Regions from separate parts of the Mus musculus genome. Here region 2 is linked to region 1. Evidence: chromatin contacts called from public Hi-C data. All regions are on one chromosome and are shown on one strand. The core of a region is the stretch at or near the end of the contact, and the rest is flanking DNA. Distances in the headings are between cores, read along the strand shown.

Region 1 (4,942 bases), core at 1,211-3,710:
GGGGAAAAGTCCTGCACAGAACAGCAATGGCTTATGCTGTAAGATCAAGAATCGACAAATGGAAGTCGAGCATGGTGGCACATGCCTTTAATCCCAGCACTCGGGAGGCAGAGGCAGGTGGATTTCTGAGTTCAAGGCCAGCCTGGTCTACAAAGTGAGTTCCAGGACAGCCAGGGCTACAGAGAGAAACCCTGTCTCAAAAAACAAACAAAAAAAAAAAGAATTGACAAATGGAACCTCATAAAATTGCAAAGCTTCTGTAAGGCAAAGACACTGTCAATAAGACAAAAAGGCCACCAACAGATTGGGAAAAGATCTTTACCAATCCTAAATCAGATAGGGGACTAATATCCAATATATACAAAGAACTCAAGAAATTGGACTCCAGAAAATCAAATAATCCCATTAATAAATGGGGTACAGAGCTAAACAAAGAATTCTTAACTGAGGAATACCGAATGGCTGAGAAGCACCTGAAAAAATGTTCAACATCCTTAATCATCAGGGAAATGCAAATCAAAACAACCCTGAGATTCCACCTCACACCAGTTAGAATGGCTAAGATCAAAACTCAGGTGACAGCAGATGCTGGCAAGGATGTGGAGAAAGAGGAACACTCCTCCAGTGCTGGTGGGATTGCAAGCTGGTAAAAGCACTCTGGAAATCAGTCTGGCAGTTCCTCAGAAAACTGGACATTGTACTACTGGAGGATCCCGCAATACCTCTTCTGGGCATATACCCAGAAGATGTTCCAACTGGTAATAAGGACACATGTTCCTCTATGTTCATAGCAGCCTTATTTATAACCAGAAGCTGGAAAGAACCCAGAAGTCCCTCCACAGAGGAATGGATACAGAAAATGTGGTACATCTACACAATGGAGTACTACTCAGCTATTTAAAACAATGAATTTATGAAATTCTTAGGCAAATGGAGGGATCTGGAGGATATTATCCTGAGTGAGGTAACCCAATCACAAAAGAGCACACATGATATACATTCACTGATAAGTGGATATTAGTCCAGAAACTTAGAATATCCAAGATACAATTTGCAAAACACATGAAACTCAAGAAGAAGAAAGACCAAAGTGCGGATACTTCATTCCTTCTTAGAATGGGGAACAAAATACCCATGAAAGGAGTTACAGAGACAAAGTTTGGAGCAGAGCCTGAAGGCATGACCATCCAGAGACGTCCCCACTTGGGGATTCATCCCATAAACAACCACCAAACCCAGACACTAGGCAGATGCCAACAAGATTTTGTGACGCTCTGCCAGTGCTTTGCAAATACAGAAGTGAATGCTCACAGTCATCCACTGGACAGACCACAGGGTCCCCAATGTAGGAGATAGAGAAAGTACCCAAGGAGCAGAAGGAGTTTGCAGCCCTATAGGAAGAACAACAATATGAACTAACCAATACCCCTAGAGTTCCCTGGAACTAAACCACCATTCAAAGAAAGCACATGGATGAGACTCATGGCTCTAGCTGCATATGTAGCAGAGGGTGGCCTAGTGGATCATCAATGGGAGGAGAGGCCCTTGGTCTTGTGAAGGTTCTATGCCCAGTATAGGGGAATGCCAGGGCCAAGAAACAGGAGTGGGTGGGTTGGGGAGCAAGGGGAGGGTGGGGGTAGGGGATTTTCGGAGAGTTAACTAGGAAAGGGGATAACATTTGAAATGTAAATAAAGAAAATATCTTTAAAAAAAAAAAAAAGCAAGCTTGAGGACAGGTGCTCTGATCCCCAGAGTCTTCACAGGTGCCTGCTGGGCATGGTTACAGGCTTGTAATCCCACATTTCAGAAACACTAAACAGGAAATGTTCTGGGTTAGCTGCCTAGCTGGACTAGCCACACCCATAAGCTTTCAAGTCAGACACATGAGTCCACTTGCATATGAACATGCACACACACACCACACACCTACAGAAAAACAAGATGATGTTTGTGAGATTCAAAAACCGAATGTGACATTTAGGAGACTTCAGGAGTCAAATGTGTGTGTGTGTGTGTGTGTGTGTGTGTGTGTAACATACATACATACATACACAGTGTTTGTGGTCTAAGAGGAATTTACTGAAATGAGCAGACTGTGGCTGGGCAGGCTATAGGGAAGGCGAGGAAGCACAGAGATCAAGAGCCCAAAACTGGGGGGAACCAGAAGCTACTGCTGACCTGGGACCTGTTGGCAAACTTCAGGTCCCACACTAATGGAAGAGGGAACTGAGCTCAGACATGAGTCCTGTGGTCAGGCAAGCAGGGCTTTCTGCAAACCCGGAAGAAGCTCTCACCCTGACTCCTCCAGCCCAGGCATCTGCAGAGACTTAACAGGAAACAAGCTGAGTAATGTTCAACCTCCATTCCCAGTGTTCAGAGGAAGTACATCTGCCGTTCTCTGATGCCTGCCTTCCTGAAAATGGGCCAGAGTCTCTTTCACTTTTGGAGACCAGTTTCTTAGCTGAGGAGCCTTGTTCAAAGACACACACTCCAGTGGGCCCCATAGAGGAGCAGGGTGAGTAGTGGGACCCAGATTCCACCAAACCACTTAGACCTGGGAGGATAAGGGCTGGCCTCACTACACAAAAACAGACATGGGGATCTCGGCCTGAAAACCAGGGCCCAGGGCCCCAGCCTCTGCTTGGAGAGTCTGCAAGCCAGCTCTGATGGGTGATAGACTAGGTTACCTGTCTGGTTCAAGTGCCTGCTCCTGTTATAGCCTATCCTGCATCCTCCTCTCTACCCTGAATCTGCAGGAATAACTCTCCTGAATGATGAGGCATTGAGAGGGAGGACCAGGGAAGAGAGAGAGAGAGAGAGAGAGAGAGAGAGAGAGAGAGAGAGAGAGAGAGAGAGAGAGAGAGAATCTATGCTATTTACATGGGGTGGTGTGGGAGAGCCAACGTCCCCAGAGAACTAAGTTAGACAAAGTTAGTGAAGAAAACATAGTTGCCTTAGGACCATAACCACAGCACAGGGGTCAGAGTGGGTCCCCCTATATTATAATCTTGACTCCTCTGAGGCACAGGCTTCAGTGTCAGACCTGCCTTGCCAAGTCCACTCCTGGACAAGGACACTGAACTAATTTTCCTTTTATCTTTACATCAGGGCCTCTAAGAAATCTTGTGTCGGACTGTCCCCTGCATACAGGTGGCCCTTTGGCTTTCTCTGGGTAATGTGCCTTCAATCAAATTATTAGTTGACTCAGTCTTGTTCCTCCTTTGTGGTGCCCAGGGACAGAGGACTTCTAAAGATTCCTTCGAAGAGGCTAGCCTTAACTTAGACTGAGCCTTTACTCCGCTCTGTCCTGTATCTTCCCACCTTACCCTGGGTCACAGTAATGGCTGAAATAGTGATCTCCTTAGAGTGGAACTTTAGAAAAGGAAGATGAGGACATGGGATAGTGAGTGTCCTACATAATCCATCATGCATCCTCCATCCCTGTGTTCCTGCCCACACATCCTCCCATCCTTGGTACCCCAACACCCCCTTTTCCAGACCCCAACCTCATCCCTTGATTTGTATCCTCTAATCCTCCCAACCATCATGCTCTGACCCTGCAACCCTCCATCTTCTTACCTCTACATTTCCCTACTCTCATTGTCTACAAGTCTACCTTCATACACCTCCCTTTCCATCAATTTCTCTGCCTAGGCTGAGGCAGTCTTCCCTGCTGTGGTTCTCCAAAGTTAAAAGACCTAGATCTCCTGCATACTGCTACTATAGGGACTAGTGCCTTACTTTAGGAACAGTACTGCTGTGCACCAACAAACCCAGCAAACCCAAGGAAGAACAGCACCCAAAGATTTGATGAAGCACCAGACCAAAAAAAAAAAAAAATCTACTGAATATTGTCTCCTACAGGTGCACTTTGGGTTCCCTTTGACTCTGCTCCTTCCCTTGATCTCTCCATTTCTTCTTATCCTCATATGTCATTTTTGCCCCGTCCTTTAGAAGTTATACATAAGGTCCTCCTAGATCAAATCACTGACATCACTAGGTCTACATTAGGACAATGGCTGCCCTAGCTAGGGACCTACTAGGTTCCCTCTGCTCCATCTCATTGTACAGTTCACAGCCTCCTGTCTATACCTGTTTCAAAAGCTTCTCCAGAAGTAAATGGCAGCAATCACATGACTGATCCAGCAGAGCAGATCAAGTTCAAAATCTCTTTGCAGCACATGAAGTCCACCTGCAACATACACACCCCTAAACCACTAGGAACAGGATGGAACTCCACCTCCATCATCCCCCTCCCACAGGGACCAATCAGTAAGTGAACACACCACCCATTCCTTTCATCTGTTTTTGGGGTGAGATAAATAACCTTAATGACCTAAAAGAAGAAACTCAGACAGCTAAGAAACCCCAACTCAATATAAGGTTCAGCACACCTGCCTTCAGGAGAGCCAACACAACAGCTAGAACATCCACTGGCATCATTCAGCTATGAAATTTTAAAGAGCATGTCCACTGTTACATACTCCTGTCTCAGTGTTCTCTCTTCTGCCCTATGAAGCCCAAGCCCCTGCACCTGGGCACAAAGTACCCACTCCCCAGGAGGGACTTGTGTCTCAATTGTTCTGATCAAAGGTGATGTGACCCTGTAGAGGTTTGTCTGCTTTCTTTTATCAGCAGGTCTCCTCTATCACTTCTGATCAAACACCCATTCACAGAGCAGAACTACCTGGCAGAGACAAGAAGCCACTGGTCTCCTGCTTGCAACAACAGAAGAGCGTCTTGAAGCAATAAGAGCACAAACTGCTCAGAGAAGCAGTATTCAAGGGCTCTATCATCATGGAAGAATCTCAGTCCAAGCAGGAAAGTAGCACAAAAGTGGCTCAGCATGAAGGTCAAGAGGATGTGGACCCAACCTTCAAAACAAAGAAACTTATGGAGGTGGAGCTAATGAAGCACAGAGTGCAGCTAGAGAGGAACTTGA
Region 2 (5,435 bases), core at 1,967-4,466, 140 kb before region 1:
CCAGGCTCCTGTCTATAAGCACATAAAAGCATCAATAATAGGGTTAGGCCTTGATGACCCACCATGAGATAGATCCCAATTGGGCTGGTCATTGGACTGCCTTTCCTTCAGTCTCTTCTCCATTTTTATCCCTGCAGTTCTTTTAGACAGGCACAATTCTGGGTCAGGAATTTTGACTGTGGGTTAGTAACCCAGTCCCTACACTTGAGGTTCTGTCTATATACTGGAGGTGGACTCTTTGAGTTCCCTCTTCCCAGGGTTGGGCATTTCAGGTATGGCCACTCTCATTGAGTCCTGAGTGTCCCTTAACTCCCAGGTCTCTGGTACTTTCTAAAGGGTCCCCCAACCTCTCACCCCACAAGGCTGCTTATTTTCATTCACTCTCCTGGACTTCTGGGTTTCTCTCCTGAACCCCCACATAACTAATCCTGTTCCCCTTTCCCCGGACCCTTTCCTCTCCCACCCAGGTCCCTCCCTTCCTCTTCCTCCTGTGATTATTTTCTTCCCCCTTCTAAATAAGTGGGCAACTTTTTTTATTCTTGTTTTTTGGTTGGTTGATTGAGTTAGTGATTGATTAACTGATTGATTGATTGATTGATTGATTGTATCCTAGGATGGTTTCAAATTTTCCATATAGAAAAGTTGGGCCTGAGCTCCTGATTCTCTTGCCTCTGTCTTCTGAGTGATAAATTATAGAGCTACGGCACCATGCTTAGTGATTTTTTTTTGAACATGCATGTTAATTATAGTTCTGGAGGCTGAAATACTAAGACTGAAAACTATGACTATCTAACCTCAAAAAGGGCGTATAAAGGCAAAAAGGTGTCTGCTGGTAAAAAGGGGGTACCCCTTCTCACAAAAGCTTGCCCATTCCTAAGAGAAAAGTATTGGTCAGTTAATTATTAAAGGGCCTGGACCCATGACTCCAAACACCAACACTGGATCAGTATCCCTTATTCCTGAGTATCCCTTAGTCCTACATTGGCAACTGGATTTCAAACTGAGTTTCAGAGCAGACAAAACATATCCAAAGAGTAGCCACAAACAAGGCTTGTTGTTACCAAAGATAGCTGGAATACAGTACAAAATACAGCCAAAATTGCCAGGCCTGGGGACCAGGGACCAAGTCTATGTCCTGAAACATGGACTCTATGGCATTCCTAGACCTTCCCATCAGACCCAAAATCTCAGGACATTGAGTTGATGTTGTCAGGACTGCAATGGTGGATCCAGTAGGATCTGTAAGGAGCAGACATCTGATCCACTGTCTGCAATCTCCCCCACTACTCCACAGCCTCCTACAGGGAGAGACCACAGCCACTAAACTACAAATGGGAAAGCAGAGTTCAGTGGAGCTACTGCATAATCTCATAGGCTGAATGAAGACAGAATTATGTCTGTGAACTCACCCTTTACTCTCAGCCTCAAAAGCAGGTCTGACACAGAGTAAGAAACTGATAAATGTCTGAAGCATGAATGAATTTCAGACAGCATTGTTATTAGTCCCATGACTACTTGAAGTAGAATCTTCTCTAAACTCACATTTTCTGCACTACACTGTTCAGAATATAACAGTGTCCAAAGCCTATATGCTATACAGCTTAGACAGATTCCTAAATGCATCTAGATAATAAAGGGTCAAAAAAAAAAGGAGGAAAGGAAGGTAGGAAGGAGGAAGGTAGGAGGGAAGGAATGAGGAAAGGATTGTTTGAATGAACACACATCACTAACATATACACTTCTCAAACTTTCTTTTATTTAGGAATCCTTTCAGAAATGTATATGAAGCAAAAAAAGGAGAATCTTTACTCCACCCAGCCATCAAAAGGGGAGAATCTGTCTCAAAATTTCACAAACCTACTACTCTCCCAAAAATTGTGCCCACAAGGCTCAAAGACATTTGCCAGGAAAAGCTGGCATCAATGTGTACCAGAAGAAAGAGGACATATGATTGAGATCCAAGACTTATTTGGCCAAAACTTAAATAAGCAGGAAAAGGCTCAATTGGTCGTAATAGTGGGGGCTGCTGGGATTGGGAAGTCAACACTGGCCAGGCAGGTGAGGAACGCTTGGAAGGAAGGCCAGCTCTACAGGGATCACTTCCAGCATGTCTTCTTCTTCAGCTGCACAGAGCTGTCCAAAAGCAAGCAGCTGAGTCTGGCTGAGTTCATAGCACAAGGCCAGGAAGTGCCCACAGCTCCCATCAGGCAGATTCTGTCTCACCCTGAGGAGCTGCTTTTCATCCTGGATGGCATAGATGAGCCAGCATGGGTCTTGAAGGATCAGGATCCTGAGCTATGTCTGCACTGGAGTCAAATGCAGCCTGTGCACACACTGTTGGGCAGTTTACTAGGGAAATCTATCCTTCCTGGGGCTTCCTTCCTGCTCACAGCTCGGACCACAGCACTAAAGAAATTCATTTCTAACTTTAAGCAGCCATGGCAGGTAGAAGTCCTAGGATTCACTATGTTGGAACGGAAAAACTATTTCTACAAATATTTTGAGAAGGAAATAGAAGCAATTGCTGCATTTAGATTGATTAAATCAAACTCAGTGCTCCTGACCCTATGTGAGGTTCCCTGGGTGTGCTGCTTGGTCTGCAATTGCCTGAAAAAGCAGATGGACCAGGGTAGAGTAATCTCCCTGACCTCACAGACAACCACAGCTCTCTGCCTGAAATACCTTTCCTTGACAATCCCAGGTAAGCACAGGAGGACCCAGCTTAGAGCCCTCTGCTCATTGGCTGCTGAAGGCATCTGGAAAAGAAGGACCCTATTCAGTGAAAGCGACCTTTGTAAGCAAGGGTTAGAAGAGGATGCCATTGCCACTTTCCTGAAGATAGGTGTCCTTAAAAAGCAGGCCAGCTCTCTGAGCTACAGCTTTGCCCACTTGTGTCTCCAGGAGTTCTTTGCAGCAATGTCTTACATCTTGGAGGATAGTGAGGGAAGACATGGTGATATGAAAATCAACAGAACTGTGAGAATACTGGTAAAAAGGTATGGAAGACAAAACCTGTTTGAGGCACCCACTGTGCGCTTTCTATTTGGTCTTTTGAGTAAAGAGGGATTTAAAGAAATGCAAAAGGTCTTTTCCTGCAAGCTTTCTGGGAAGTCAAAGTTGATGATACGGCACATCCTACAGAAATTGCAACCCCATCAACCATCTTGTCTGGGTTTGCTCCACTGTCTGTATGAAAAACAGGAAATGGAGCTCCTGACACTCATGATGCATGATCTTCGAGGAACAATAATGCATGGACTAATAAACATTGCACACACAGTGTTGCAGAGAAACTTGAAGAACCTGGTGATACAGACAGACATGGATCTCATGGTGGTCACTTTCTTCATTCGGTTGTGCAGTCATGTGAGGAGTCTACAGCTGAACAGAAAAGGGCAGCAGGGATATAAGTTAATGGCCCCTGGGATGGTTCTGTGAGTATTTGACATAGCCTACTCTCCAGATTCTCTGTGAATCCCATGAGCCCACATGTTCTGAGAACCAGCAGCATCTTAGCTGGTTATAGGGTAGCAGGGCACAGGTCCTAAGTAACCTTTAACTGCTGAATTGTAGCATCTTTCTCTTCTTTCTTCCGTGTGCTTGATCATGGGATGGTGCCATGAACCGAGGTGAGGAACATGCAGCTTCTCTGATTCAAATCATCTTCACCCTTCACAGGGTTCCAATGGCCACAGTTACTGATCTTCCCTCTTGACATGCTTTCTCTCTGAGAAACAGCTCAGTCCTGTAAGCACCATCTCCTATCCCCATGAAAGTAACCTTGGCCCTGAAATCTTTCCCCATTGCCTAGGAATGCATAGGTATGAGAATCCGTATGGTTTCTCTGCCCAGATAATATCTGTATGTGTCAATAAAATCAGCCTGGCCCTGGGACTCACCTGAAAGCCTCCCTAACTTTCTGCCAATCCCAGCAGCAAGGTAGATGTCTTTGCTACTCCTGTGTAGCACAGCTTACTTAGAATCAGTGTGTGTCTCCTTCCCTCTACATGGTTCACCCCATAAATATTCATTAAGTACTTATTTTATACAATGACCTACCGTCACAAGAGGAGAAATAAAATTTCTGTCCAAGGACCACAGAAACTGGGAGAGAAGACAGCCACCTTCTCTAATTACATAGGGAGTGACTCTTGCCATGAGGACGGGCATAAGGAGTAATGGGGAAGGGAGTGATCTCAGGGGTAGTAAAGTTTTTAATTAAGTCTTCTGTTTTAATGGGTTAAAACATTTTCTTCTAATAATCTGAGCTGGACTTGCTGGCATAACCCTGCAATTCCATCATTCATGAGGTTAAAGCAGGAAGAGTCTTGATTTTTGGACTTTGACACCATTTTGACAGGAAAGAAAAGGCTCCCGTGAAAACCAAATGACTCGAAAGTAGTGGAGTGACTGTGAGATAACAGGATAGGTGAGGACAAGGGGGAAGTAGGGCAAAGAGTGCATGTGATCAGACCATGTTAGACACATGCAGGAAGGTGTCAATGATTTTCTATGATTAGGATGGACCAATAAGTACTTGTAGAAAAGTGAGTATGTATCAATTATCAAAACAAAAAAGTTAGTATGAACCAGAACCCCATTGCTCATAAAAGACAGCGTTAAGAATTGGAGAAGCTGAGCTTGGCTGTGTACACCTGTCATCCAAAACTCAGAATGCAGAGATAAGGCCAAAAGTCCCAGTCCATCCTGGGCTACAGTGTGATGCTGTCTCAAAATATCATGGGCTAATGATGTAACTCATTGGTAGAAAGACTGCTTATTGTGTTGAATAATTTACACTTGCTCTGATAAAACACCATGAACAATGCAACTTATACAAGAGTTGATTTGGGCTCATGGTTCTAGAGAGATCAGGATGCCTCATGGCATAGAGAAAGTATGGTGACTGGAGTCAGCAGCTGAGAGCTCCTATTTTACACCACAAGCAGCAAGCAGAAACAGTATCCTGGAAATGGCTCAAGATTTAGAAATATTTTTATTTTTATTATTACTATTAATTAAGCTATTATTTGCTTTATATCTGGATCATACCCCCATTCCTCTCCTCCCACACTCTCTCTCTCTCACTTTATTCATCCCCCCCATCCACCCCTCTTACACGTCTCCTCATAAAAGGGAAGGCCTCCCTTTTATCAACCATATCAACCAGCCTTGGCATATCAAATTATACTAGGTGCCTTTTCTTCTATTGAGGCTAGACAAGGCAAGCTAGTTAGTTAAAAGGAATCCAAAACAGACAATGTAGTTCAAGAAAACCTTGCTTTCACTTTAGGAGCTTCTCATGAAAGACTCAGCTGCACAAATGTTATGTATATGCACAGGGTCTGGATATGTCACATGCATTCTCTCCATTGGCATTTCAGTCTCTATGAGCCCCCACGAGGCCAGGTTAGTTTACTCTGTAGGGTTTGTTG

What was found. Hi-C and Micro-C count contacts between places; a contact is called where the count stands out from the background.
Region 2: a contact with region 1 is called in a Hi-C map of bone marrow-derived macrophages, with 4 times the contacts expected there. The contact joins the enhancer-like site here to the promoter of Nlrp1a in region 1. A contact is called at or near these places in 6 of 39 promoter capture datasets (the C10 cell line, the HPC-7 cell line, cranial neural crest and 3 more), 2 of 484 Hi-C or Micro-C datasets (both in bone marrow-derived macrophages), 3 of 115 datasets of contacts at active chromatin or transcription factors (the HPC-7 cell line, heart atrium and neural progenitor cells) and 4 of 9 other capture datasets (adipose tissue, liver, macrophages and 1 more).

What each region holds. Positions count from the first base shown.
Region 1 is chr11:71,142,222-71,147,163 of GRCm38.p6, reverse strand. It overlaps Nlrp1a (NLR family, pyrin domain containing 1A), which reads left to right and starts at 2,460. Exons shown (of 14, transcript NM_001004142.2): 1 at 2,460-2,515; 2 at 4,636-4,942. The coding sequence starts at 4,798.
Region 2 is chr11:71,277,547-71,282,981 of GRCm38.p6, reverse strand. It overlaps the pseudogene Nlrp1c-ps. Among named protein-coding and RNA genes, the nearest start is that of Gm23311, 8.3 kb to the left of the region's middle. Within about 2 kb of position 3,216, at least 1 of the 459 cell types and tissues checked has an H3K27ac peak or open chromatin away from gene starts, as enhancers often do. A contact at or near this core is called in bone marrow-derived macrophages, where this site is marked.